Regions from separate parts of the Mus musculus genome. Here regions 2 and 3 are each linked to region 1. A link is a contact called in public HiChIP or PLAC-seq and promoter capture Hi-C data. All regions are on one chromosome and are shown on one strand. Each heading gives the region's core, a stretch centred on a gene start, on an enhancer-like site or on the middle of the called end of the contact. The rest is flanking DNA. Distances are from core to core; before and after follow the strand shown. Region 1 holds the start of Gls (glutaminase). Region 2 holds the start of Coq10b (coenzyme Q10B). Region 3 holds the start of Sf3b1 (splicing factor 3b, subunit 1).

Region 1 (4,270 bases), core at 569-3,068:
AAGTAGAAACTCTAAAAATAGTCTACCAATGCATGTCTTTTCTTTACTTTTATCTTTTTCTTTTTCTATTCTTGTCTGTTTGCATGCATGCACATATGTGCAGCTCACTTTCCTCTGTGTGGAGGTCAGAGGTTCTAAAATTCACCAATTCAGCTAGCGTGACTAGCTCTGAGTCCTAGGGACTTGTCTCCACTCCAGGCATGGTTTGTAGGTAAGTGCCTGAGGTCGGACCTGCAGATCCTCATGCTTGAGCAGGGAGCCCTTCTACCCACTGAGTCATATCCTAAGTTCCTAATTGTTAAATATACTAGAAAGTGTTTAAACCTTTAATCATCAGAAGTCATTTCATTGAGCAATGGAAGAAACTAGGAAGAACTGGCATGAAAACGTTGACTGGATTGGTGAGTAGTCTGGATGGGGTTGAGAAAAAAGAGAAAAGAGGCAGTAAAAACAGATAACTAGTTTGTAAGAAACTGAACAACACTAAGGTTTGAAAGCAACCCATAAGTTAGAAAGACAAAGTTAGATATTATTAAGGGTAACATTTGCTATCTCTCCCCTAGAATGTATTGTTTTTCCTAAATATATAACTTTGATTCACTAATATTAATATTTTTGACAAACTAACCTTAAGCAATAATAAAAGCCACCCAAGTAATATAAAATTCTGGCTTTTTTTCCCCCCACAAGGTCATTTCCTTCACACTTTTTATTTTTATCTAAAGAGCAGGTTGAAAACAAAACAAAAACTTGAGCATGACAAGCCTGTAGGCACAGTCAGATTCTTTGGTTACTAATCTCGTTCAACATGTACAGATTGATTGGATTACTAAATCTGGTGAATTACATATCCTGCTAACTTTGGTGAATCTATGCATTTAAGCCTATCTGTTTCAGGAAATGGTTTAAAAAGCGGTTTTAGTCCTGAGTGGTATATGTGTGCAGACTCAGGAAACATATGATGCACACACATCTAAAAGGATACATGGATGAGGTGATGCTGTGCTGAAACAGTTTTGAGACATGGTATTCAGATGCTTCTATTTTAAAATGGCTTTTAAAATAGAAAAAGGATCTGCAGTATTTTGCTTTCAAGTCAACTGGTACTAATGAAATAATCGCCGTTCAAAAGATTTGGAGAAATCTTGTAGAAGATAGAAGAGATCCACCCTTACTCTGGCTTTTTCTCTATTCTTCGTTGTTCCTACGCTCAAACGTTCTAAATGTCTTAAGTTGCATAGCTGAAAGGATTTTGCTCATTTTTTCCAAAACATTTCGCTTCTGGGCAGTAGCCAACCATGGAAAGTTTTAAGCACATTTGGGAGAGGGATGAAGCTAGTCAGGGCGGCCTTGGCAGAACCGATGCCTTCAGAGGGGCGGACACATTCCCCTAACCGAGGGGGCGAGCAGTAGGTTTGGACCAGACGATCTGCCACCGCCAGCCTCCCTCCAGCCTTGGGCGGCCTGAACAGGCGCACTCCAGCTTCCTCAATAGCTGGAGGACGTGCTTCCCTGGAGCGCACCTGCCTGGTGAATGGCCAGACTCCGGAGCTACGGGTCCTCGCCCAGCTTGGCCTCAGGTGGCCCGAGGCAAGGGGGAAGAGCGGTCGGCGGGGCTGACACACGTCAGTCGTCCTTCTCCCCGCCCTCCAGGACCCAGCGGGACTGCGTACGGGCGCGGAGACAAATTTGACCGATTCTCTAGCCAATCAGAAGAGAGGTCGGCAGGCTGAGCCAATGGAAGAGCTTGCAGGGGGCAGGCCGTCAGCGTCCTCCCGCCCCCGGTTGGTGAGCCTGGTATGTCTCCAGCCCTCCCTTGAGCGTCAGTCTCAGTGCGGAGCTCGCGGCGGCCAGAGCAACTTCGGCTGGCTGCAGGCTGGGCGGCGGCGGCGGCGAGGGCGGCGGCGTTGGCGGCGGGAGCGGCGGAGCTGGGGCCACACCCCGTCCCGGACTTTTTCTCTTTCCAGTCCTCTCCCCGCCGTGCGGGACACGGTTCCGGGAGCAGAGCGGCCGCCCACGCCCCAAGCATCCTCATCTGACGAGCGGGCGCCGGCGGTATGATGCGGCTGCGAGGCTCGGCGATGCTACGGGAGCTGCTCTTAAGGCCGCCCGCCGCCGTCGGAGCCGTCCTGCGGCGCGCGCAGCCCCTCGGCACGCTGTGCCGGCGCCCCCGGGGCGGGAGCCGGCCGACCGCTGGCCTGGTGGCCGCTGCGCGACTCCACCCGTGGTGGGGCGGGGGCGGCCGCGCGAAGGGCCCCGGCGCGGGCGGCCTGTCCAGTTCGCCCTCGGAGATCCTACAGGAGCTGGGGAAGGGGGGTACGCCGCCACAGCAGCAGCAGCAGCAGCAGCAGCAGCCAGGGGCGTCGCCACCCGCAGCCCCGGGCCCCAAGGACAGCCCGGGGGAGACCGACGCGTTCGGCAACAGCGAGGGCAAGGAGATGGTGGCCGCGGGCGACAAGTGAGTTGCGTGGGTGAGGCTGAGGGGAGGGGTCGGGCCCTGGGCGGTGGGCGGTGGCGGTGCGGCTTAGCAACGGAGGTTCGCGGAAGAGAAAGAAAGCGATGCCAGGCGGCCTGCGACGGCTGTGCCATGTGATTAGGCCCGGCCCCGCCCGCGCCCCTCGCCTGCTCCCACTTCCCCTCCGTGGCCGGCGCGAGTCGCCCCGGGGTGACGGGTGAGCGCCGGGAGGGTCTTGCCTGCTGAAGCCCCTGCCGGGCAGAGGCTGCTGTCCGGCCGCGCCGCGTGCTCAGCGCCCCGGCTCTGCGAGGGTGATGCCACGCGAACCTCCATCTCTCCCGAGTGACATTGAGGAGTCGGGCGTAGAGCGGAGCTTCTACCTTCCCGATTCACCTTTTTGCCAGGCCGCAGTTCCCCCATTCTGTAAGCCTCCACCACCATCCCACTGGATGCCAGATGTGGCCTTGGGTTCTTAATCCTCCTGAGGTGGATCGTTTTGGCGTGCGTAGAGCCATCTGGGCCACCGGAAATAATGCTTCAGAAATGAGATTAGGCGGAATAGGGACATGTGGCCTAGAGGACGAGGAACGCAGCATGGACCACCTGTTCCTATCGGGACCAGTGATGGCTTGTCTGATGTCTTCTGTGCGGTGGACAGATTTTTAAAGGATAAAATTGTTTTAAAAGCACAAAAATAAGGTGACATAAAATACACAAAATCTAAGTAGTTTTAGGGACTTGATTGTGATAGGATGTTGACTCATTGTGTATATAGGGTGGGAATTTAGCCTAAGAGCAAAATTGAGTTTTCTTTGCTGAATGCTTTTGTGTAATATAGTTTCCCCAACTAGGTAAACACTGACTTTTAGGCTTTTTCTGTATCCTATTTTTCTGACTTTATACTGATATGGTGTATCCTGTTTTGCATTTTACTTCTCTTCCAGCTCTGCACAGTAGCTTAAGTCAAACTGAAAGTGTGAATTTTATGACTTCAATCTCAGGCCTGCTTAATGTTTCCTGTAATTGATGTGGGTACCTTCCTAAAACATTCCTGGTTATTTTCCCAGAGTGAAAATGTTATTTAAAACAAAATGAAACAACAACAAAAACCCTTAATAAGGAAAAAGGCACTTAATGATGGTATTCTGTGATAGTAGCTTTGTACCACAAACTACCTTGATGATCATGGGCACATTATTACATGTGTTGGATTAGATGACTCAAATCCCATTTAGTGTTTTTGTTTTGTTTTGCTTTTCAAGACAGGGTTTCTCTGTGAAGCCCTGGCTGCCCTGAAACTCACTCTGTAGACCAAGCTGGCCTCGAACTCAGGGATATGCCTGCCTCTGCCTCCCAAGTGCTGGGATTAATAAAGGCATGTGCAACCTCCTCCAGGCTTTGTTTTGTTTTCAAAACCTACACTTTGGTTACATTTGCACCTCTAATGTTTTAGAAAGTAGAAGATGTATTGTTTGTTTAGTCAAATACCTTACCTTCACCTTACCATCATTTGGTTTACACACATGCACAAACACATGTTTACTCTTAACAGTTAATATCCAGGTTGCAGGATGGGAGGGTACTTTCTATTAAAGTACCCTGGTTCGGGGGTGGGAGGGATTTTTGTTTTTGTTTTCCAAATTACTCTAGTGTCATTTTTAAAAAGAAAAAAAATCAGATAGGAAAATGAAGTTTTGTTTACCTAGAAGTTTCTGGTTTCATCGCCCTATTGGTATTAATAAATCATCTCAAAGCAATAATTTAGGAGTGCTATCTTGGCTAATGCTCCATCCTGTTCCCTCTCATCTTGCCCTG
Region 2 (4,270 bases), core at 1,115-3,614, 2.8 Mb before region 1:
GCCTTGAACTAGCAAAACTCCACCTGCCTCTACCTCCTTTCTCTTTTGCTTCTGTTTTTGAGACAGAATCTCATTCTGTGTAGACCTGGAAAGGCTTGACCTTGAAATCCTGTGTGTCAGTCTCCTCCAGTGCTAGGATTACAGGCATGCATAACCAACCTAGATAATAAGCCTTTTTAAAATGTTATTTGTAATTATGAGCATGTGTCTGTGTATGGGTATGTGCTTGTGAGTAATGGCGACTGAGAAGGCCAGAGGCCTTGGCTCTCCTGGAGCTGGAGTTGAAGGTATATATGAGACTTGTTCTTAGATAATAGAGGGTCCAGGTATGATGGCATACTTGTCTTCAATCCCAATACTCAAGAGGCAGGTGGATCTCTGCCTGTTCCAGGCCAGTCAGGGCTACACCATGGGACTCTTGTCTCTTAAAAAAAAAAAAAAAATGTTGCTCACAGGCAGAACATTTGCCTACCATGCATAAGGCCCTGAATTCCTGCCAGAAGAAAGACACACAAAAATTACTAAGATGCCTGTTCCTAAAGAGAAGAACTTAGAGTCAAGTTGAGTGGGAAATTTATATACAATACCAGGTTTTGTAACAAATTCATACATTGGTTTCTTAAGCCCCACAAGATACCCTTACCTAATCCTGATCATACTCCTAAGAAAACCACATATGCTTAAAACAAATTAACAGGTTTCCTGATCAGTATGCCTATTTGGTTATACTGCTCTGGGCAATACATCTATTTCACACACTATTAAGCGTTAGGGGTTGAGAGCTCAATGATAGAGCTGGTTGACATGTTCATGGCCCTGGGTTAGATCCAGCACCTCTCCCTTCAACTGCCCCATACAACTAGCTACATACACAGTCAAGCTAACAAGTGAGTACTGTAACATATTGAAAACAGACTTTGTAATCACTAATATTCCAAAACTACTCTCTCAAATAACATATTACATTAAAGGCCAGAACACAAGATAATGTAATACTTTTATGCATTTATATACCATTTTTGTTGCCTTTTTTTTTTTTAGATCCAGTCACTTGGTATTTCCCAGGCTGAGGCTGGTATGGACTTTCTGAGCATGAGCCTCGGACCATAAGCAGCAAAGCAACATTTAATCAGTAATATAAGCAGTATGTCCTGCTTGAAAAGCTATCTTTTGAGGATAAACTACCCGATTTCACAGTTTCAACATGTTTGTGTAAGATTTGGAGATGAAGCATGGCTGCTAGTTTCTGTTTGTTTTTGAGACAAATCTTACCTTGTAGCTCTGGCTGATATGCAACTAGCTACACAGACCAGGCTGGCCTCCAAAGCACCAGACCTGGCCTCTTGGCTGACATTTTAAAGTCTTCATTCAACCAAAATGTTCTGAAACCCAGGCAAGAGTTGGACTTTCTCCTCTGTAATGTATACATATTGATTCATCTCAAATACCAATTTTCTTTTCTTTTGGTCCTGAGACAGGGGCTCACTTTGTAGTTCGGGTTGGCCTTGAACCCACCGCGATACTTACTTGACTTTATTGCTAAAATTACAGGTGTGAGCCGCCACTCTGAGTTAATTTTAATTTTTGAGAATACTTTATTACAGTCTTATTTGTAATAGAAAACTGCATTGTAGACTTATAGTGTCCTTCAGGTCTCTAGGTTCATCTCCACCTAAAGGACCAAGCAGGAAAACCGAGGACAGAGCCATCTTCAAGGTTACAGGACCTCAAAGTTACAGTGTAGTGAAAAAAACAACAGGTCCTCTTTGTTGGCTGTGTTTCATTTTGCAAGCGCTGAGTGGCCGGGGTCAAAGAACTCCACAGCAAGTGAGAGAGCGTCTGACAAGCGGTTCACCGCCAGGACACGCACTCCCACGGCCCGGGAGCCGGCGCTCTCGGGCGCAGTTAAACTTTCCCGACGGCCGCCGCCCACCTCTTGGAGACCGGAAGGGCGGGAGCCGGAGACCCGGCTGCTTGTCCGTCCTCCCACGGCCGTCTCGTCGCTGACTCACCCCGATAATATGAGGTGCACGCAGACCAGCCGGCCGAGCGCCGCGCCCCGGGTCTCCGGAGCCGACTAGGGTCAGCGCCCCGGCCACAGGCCCGTCCCGAACCCGCCGCCCGGAAAACCTCCGCTCGCTACCTGACGTCGCGCGCAGACCCCCGCGCCGGGGCTTCCGTCACGGTGGTCGACTTCGGATGGCACCCCGATGCCACCCTCGCCAGGGCCCTCTGACTGGTCCGAGCTGCCATGATCATCTTTGTGAAGCCGGTAGCCAACGCGGGCACCCGGAACGAGGCGCCGCCCTCAGGCCGGCCTGGAGGGACGGCTCCTGCGCCTCTCAGCCAATCCGGGAGCCCTCTGAGCAGCTGGACACGCCTCTTCCCACTAAGTCCCTCCCAACCCCATGACGCCACGCTGACGCTAGGCTGACGCACGTGTCCAGTGCCGCCTCGGGACAGCCAATCGGGGCGCGGATCTCCGGGACACGCTCTGCTCCTGCCAGGAGTCTGCCACTTATGTAATCTTCGTGACGAACTCCTGGGTTCACCTACGGTCCGGGTTTTTTCCTGGAGCTATTTGGGGTCGAGTCTCGAGGCTCGGCTCGTGAGGGCCGCCCTGCCGGGGGAGGAAAGCCCAGGAGCTGGCTAATTATGTAACTGCCTCCCACACCCACCCCACCCAGCGCTGGCCCAGCGTGTTTTCGCTCCTGCTGCCGAGCCTGGCAGATTTTACTGTGTATTGACGATCTCAAACGGTACCTGCTGTGCTGACCCTGAGGTGTTGTTCAGAGAGCAACTTCGGGTCATACCGCCCCGAACAGGCCCAGTGACCTGTCAGTTCTAGCTGCCTTCTTCATACGTGGCCAAGATATGGTGTAGTGTTGCCTTTATGATCCAGGTTTTTCTCATTCTATACAAAGCAACAATTTTGCTTGCCACATTCAGGGATTGGATGAGGTCCTGACTTACATATAAGGGAGGGGCACACGTAACAAACGCATATGTGAAGGTCAGAGTCTTCCCATGTGGGTCTAAGGAATAAGAACTCACTTAACAGGCTTGCATAGCGATTGTTTTTTTTTAAATGATTAGCCATCTCACTGACTCTAATACAGTTTTTTAAAAAATAGAATTATATTTTATTACTATATGAATGTACGTGTGTGATGTGTGTTTGGCTTATGAAAGTCAGACGGCACATTTGTGAAGTCACCTCTTCACCTTCCATCTTTATGTGGGTTCCTGGAGATTCAATTTGAGTCATCAGACTTGCACAGCAAGTTCTACCCAGTAGGCCATCCTGCCTGCTGCATTTGGTTAGCAGAGCTTGAGGAATAAATGAGATTGTTGGTTAAACATAGGCAATAATATATTTTGAAAGACTTACTAGATGTTGGAGGTGTGAATGAGTCTGTCTCCTCACATAGCTCATATTCCAAAAGGGAAGATAGAACTAATGTGTACTGCATTATCGGGTAATTATGTGACTTGTATGTGGTGGTTTGAATATGCTTAGCCCATGGGAAGTGGTACTATTAGGAAGTGTAGCATTGTTGGAGTAGGTTTGGGCTTGTTGGAGGAGGTGAGTCACTGTAGGAGTGAGCTTTGAGGTCCAAAGCTTAAGCTTTGGCCAGAGCAGAAGAGACCCTCCTCCTGGCTGCCTGGAAAAGGGCATCTCTTCCCACCTGCTTCTGAGTCAAGATGTAGAACTCTTGGCTTCTCCAGGACATGTTTGACTGTACACTGTCATGCTTCGTGCCGTGATAATGGACAGAACCTCTGAAATCAGCCTCAATTAAATGTTGTCCTTTATAAAAAGTTGCTTTGGTCATGGTGTCTCTTCATACCAATAGAAACCCTAAGATGTGGAGAAAAAAAAAAAAAGAGTAGAGCACAGTGTGCTGTGCCTGTAATCCTGGCACTAGAGATACTGAAAGAAAAACTACCCAGGCTAGATTGAACTGCACAGGGAGATGCTTAAAAACATTGAAAATGAAATGATGATGTAGCTGGAGAGATAGTTCAACAACTAAGAGCTGCTATTGCAGGGGAGACCAGTTCCATTGCCAGAATTGATGTTAGGCAGCTCACAACATCAGTAACAGTTCGAGGATATCTGTTAACCTCTCCTGTTCTCTGCAGGCACTGACACACACACACACACACACACACACACACACTAAGGGTAAGGACTAGGGAGGTCTCTCAAGATAAAGGTGCTTTTGGCTAAGCCTGACAACACATGCTATAAATTCTTAAAAGCTTT
Region 3 (4,270 bases), core at 965-3,464, 2.8 Mb before region 1:
CGTGCCCACAGGAGCCAGAAGAGGAAATCAGAGCCCCTAGGAGTTGCCCCATAGCTGGTTGTTAGTAACCATGCGGGTGTTTGGAAGTGAACCTGCATCCTCTTGCAAGAGCAGTCAGTGCTCTTAACTGCTGAGACATCTCTAAAACCTCCAAGTTGTTTTGTTTTGTTCTGAGACAGGGTGTCTCTGTGTAGCCCTGGCTGGCTGTCCTGGAACTCACTCTGTAGACCAGGTTGGCCTCAAACTTAGAGATCTGTCTCCCTCTGCTTTCAGAGTGCTGTGATTAAGGGGGTGTGCCACTAACCTACCTGCAGAAATTCTTTTGTTGATGGAGAAACAGACTTCCCGGGAGGAGCTATCAGGCAACACCAGAGACTACACAGCGAGACCCTGTCTCAAAACAAAACAACTACATTGCTTTAAGAAGTAAACCTGCTCTGCTCTTTTTTTTTTCCTGCTCTGCTCTTACTAGTCTCTTGACTCTGCTATCACAGTGTGAGAATGGTCTTTCCCAAAGTGTGTCTGTGGGTGTGCGGGCAGGTTGGTGGGAACAAGAAGCTGAGAGGTCATCTTCAGCCGCAGACATACGGCAGAGAGAGCAAACTGAAAGTAGACTGAGGCGAGGAACTCTAATCTTGTCTCCAGCGATGTACTTCCTCTTTCTGCAAGGCTGCACAACCTCCCCAAATAAGGAGCCTAAGGGAGCCGTCTCGGACTCATTTTAATACTCTCCTTCCTGTCCTGAACCATATTAGTATTCTTTCAGGAACAAACATACAGACAAGTAGGCTGTGGTGAGAAAAATCTTTTTTGTTTTGTTTTTGTTTTTTGAGACAGGGTTTCTCTGTGTAGCCCTGTGGAACTCACTTTGTAGAACAGGCTGGCCTTGAACTCAGAAATCCGCCTGCCTCTGCCTCCTGAGTGCTGGGATTAAAGGCGTGCGCCACCACGCCCAGCATGAAAAAATCTTATTTTTATAAAAGAGGATTCACAAGACAATTCTGGGTGATCTTTTAGTGATGTTTATCATTACTCTGGAACTCCAGGAAGTATTTAGCTTCTACAATTACCACAAATGCAGCAAATGCTCCTTTGAATCTGTTATAGAAATGATAAGCCTTCCCAGTGAGAAAGCATCCTGCACATTTGGAGGATAATAAAGGAAAAAGGTCTGGCACAGCTGGCTCTGGCTAATGCTCGGTAGGGCCAGCCTTGAATACATTTTGATAACTTAGAGACACCTTAGGCTTATTTTCTCCAAATATGAGGTTATCCTCAAATTTGTAATTTAGGTCCCAACCCTGGGTTACATTTAGTACAACTTAAACAGAGACAGAAGGCTGAAAATCTGGTCAATAGGTCACTCCTATTTGCCTGGTCATTTAGGCATCAGTTATTGCCAGAATTATTTTAAGTGCACCAGTGTTGTACTTTTTCAAATAGTTGTTACCTGGGGTCATCTTACCCATTTGGCAGAATTATGTTTCTCTCAAGAAAAGAACTGGGCTTTATTGTAGATCAGGACTTAACATTGCTTGTGACCCTATACTATTCCCTTGAGCTGCCTGTTAAGAGAAGTATTCTACCGTATCTAATGGCTGGTCAATACTGGTGAACCAACATTAACATCTTAGGCATCATAAACTTTATTTCTAACAGGCCTGGCTAGCATACTGTTTATTTTTTGGGTGTCTTGGAGGCAGTGTTCCTTTGGCTAAATTCTATTTTGTGTAATTTAATCTCTCTCTCTCTCTACTTTTTATTTTTGTTTTTTTCGAGACAGGGTTTCTCTGTGTAGCCTTGGCTGTTCTGGAACTCACTCTGTAGACCAGGCTGGCCTCGAACTCAGAATCTGCCTGCCGCTGCCTCCCAAGTGCTGGGATTAAAGGGGTGCGCCACCACTGCCAGGCTCCTTTGGTTTTATTAAAGACAGGCTTTGTCTGTACAGCCCTGGCTTCGGGAACTCTCTTTGTAGACCAGGCTGGCCTCGAACTGCCTCTTCTCTTCCGAGTGCTTGAATTAACGGCACGTTACCCACCACTGGCCGGACAGGCTACAGCCCTCTTGGGAAGTAGCCATCCTCTTCCGCGTTTAGTCTTCCCCGCGGTTTCGCTGGCTTTTTAAGGAAGCCGCCGGGAGCCCGCCCTGGCCCCGCCCACTCCCATAATGCCCCTCGCAGTCTCATATAGGTGGCAGTTGAAGTACGTGCTACAGTGCGGCGCGCGCTCCCGGGTGCGCACGCTCAGAGAGCGGCCTCTGTTTCTGGCGGCGGCGAGCGGAAGTCCTTGGGAGCGCCAGTTCCGTCTGTGTGTTCGAGTGGACAAAATGGCGAAGATCGCCAAGACTCACGAAGGTAAGCGGCCTTTCCCTTCCCACGCGCGACCTCGGCAGCCAGCCAGCCGCGGCCCTCTCTCCTGGCTTTCTGCGTCTTCGCGTGGCATCTCTGGTCTCGACCGAGGCCGCGCGGCGAGGCCTGCTCGGCTCGTCGGCGCAGGCCGCTGCCCGCGTAATGGCGTCCTCTCGCACTCCGGGACCGGCGCTTTGTTCCGCGCTGGCTGTTGGTGCTTCCGAGTTCTCTTGTTCTGACCGGAGAGCCTCGCTCGAGCGGCTTGCCCCGGGGGACTCCCGGGGAGGGAGCGGGGAGGCGGACGTGGGAGGCCGACTTTCTCGCCCCCCGGGCGCTATCGTCGGCAGTTCGTACCTGGAAAGCCCTGAATGACGGCAGCCGCTTTCGGGCCGCTCCTAACGGAGGCCGCTTCAGCGCAGGCCTGCCAATCCCAGCCTTCGCGATACAGGCATCTCCAAGGCGGCTGGATCGTGTTGTGGTGCTTGCACTAAATGATTCCGGCAGAAAATCTGGTAGTTTACTCCTTTAATCACTTGTGTCCTGGTGTTCTATCTTTTTCCCTTTGAGAGCTAGGTGTTGGAGAATCAGGAGGAAGAGAGAAGGAAAGGCAGATTTGACCAGTTGCCAAAGTTTTCTGGGTAGTCGCTTATTTTATGCTGCACAAGAGTAAACAGAGCTAGAAACATGTTGAGAAGCAACCAGATTCCATAAGGAAAGTAACCAGAGAAGACGGGAAGGAATTTGAGTCTGAGAGACAGAATCCCTGTTTCTTGGCTCCCGGTTAAGAAGCCAAAATTTACGCTGACACTAAGTCACTAAACCCGTCCTTTCTAAGTGTGTGTCTCGGTGTTAGAGAGAGGTAACAAGCTAAGGATGTCAGAAATTTGACAGTTTGATGTGGAAGCAGATGTGTGAATATTCTCTTAGAAAATCAAAGGAATGTGTACAGAGAAGTAAAGCCAGTACTTTCTGAGAAGCTGGGTAACGGAGCCATTAATTTATGCTTAGTTATTTTTGGGAGGTGGTGACGCGGCGCTGATAAAAAAGGATCAATCAGTTTTAAATTAGGGGAGGATGTCTGAGCCGGAGGGAACATCTTGTACCATGCAGTGAGTGTCGCTGTGGTAGGATAGAGGAGGGTGTAAGGAGGGAATTCCGATGCGAATCTAAAGAGATGGTTTAGGACCAATAGCTGGGACATTTGAGGAACTGAAAATACTAACACTTTTGAAAGCCAGAAATGTCCCTGCATTAACTAGTCTTTTGTCTTTAAACATGAAAGTACAACACATGTTTTTGTTTTCTTTTTTGAGATAGTCTTACTATGTAATTCCGGTTGCCCTGAAACTTCCTGAATAGAGGAGACTGGGTCCCACTTCAAAGAAACTCATCCTCCTGCCTCTGCTTCCCAAGTGCTGGGTAAAAGGCCTGTGCCTGGTTAGCCCAACACTTTTTTTAAAAAAAAAGATTTATGTGAATACACTCTGTCACTGTCTTCAGACACACCAGAAGAGGGCGTCAGATCCTATTACAGATGGTTGTGAGCCATCTGTAATTGAATTGAACTGAGGACCTCTGGAAGAGCAGTCCAGCCCCTAGCCCAACACTTTTTAAAGCCAGAAATGTTTTTGGCCTCATTATTTATCTTTAGACTACTTCAGATATTGTTTGTAAAATAATTAGGAAATTGAATCGTGTCGCTGTTTTGTTCAGTCAGTGGTAGGTTATTTATTTTAATTGTTTTCCATTGTGGGGAACCAGTGAAATTATTGGACTTCCAGAGCATGGGGGAGGGGAAGTGCTTACTGAAGGAAAGCATGGTTTACTCCTTACTGGCTTCCTTATAGCTGCATAGGTAGAGTCCCATACCCTAATAGGTTATTGATTTATGGAGATTTATGGATATTTTGTAGCTTTGATTGT

What was found. HiChIP or PLAC-seq counts read pairs in DNA pulled down with a chosen protein or histone mark. Capture Hi-C pulls out chosen DNA fragments and counts their contacts.
Region 2: a contact with region 1 is called in an H3K27ac HiChIP or PLAC-seq map of thymic regulatory T cells, with 10 times the contacts expected there. The contact joins the promoter of Coq10b here to the promoter of Gls in region 1. A contact is called at or near these places in 1 of 39 promoter capture datasets (pre-B cells), 2 of 115 datasets of contacts at active chromatin or transcription factors (astrocytes and thymic regulatory T cells) and 2 of 9 other capture datasets (adipose tissue and liver).
Region 3: a contact with region 1 is called in a promoter capture Hi-C map of adipose tissue, with 5 times the contacts expected there. The contact joins the promoter of Sf3b1 here to the promoter of Gls in region 1. A contact is called at or near these places in 1 of 39 promoter capture datasets (erythroid cells), 1 of 484 Hi-C or Micro-C datasets (LSK cells), 1 of 115 datasets of contacts at active chromatin or transcription factors (astrocytes) and 2 of 9 other capture datasets (adipose tissue and liver).

What each region holds. Positions count from the first base shown.
Region 1 is chr1:52,230,780-52,235,049 of GRCm38.p6, reverse strand. Gls (glutaminase) reads left to right here and starts at 1,818. Exons shown (of 18, transcript NM_001081081.2): 1 at 1,818-2,458. The coding sequence starts at 2,058.
Region 2 is chr1:55,050,864-55,055,133 of GRCm38.p6, reverse strand. It overlaps Coq10b (coenzyme Q10B), which reads right to left and starts at 2,364. Exons shown (of 5, transcript NM_001039710.1): 1 at 2,144-2,364. The coding sequence starts at 2,259.
Region 3 is chr1:55,025,422-55,029,691 of GRCm38.p6, reverse strand. It overlaps Sf3b1 (splicing factor 3b, subunit 1), which reads left to right and starts at 2,214. Exons shown (of 25, transcript NM_031179.2): 1 at 2,214-2,353. The coding sequence starts at 2,326.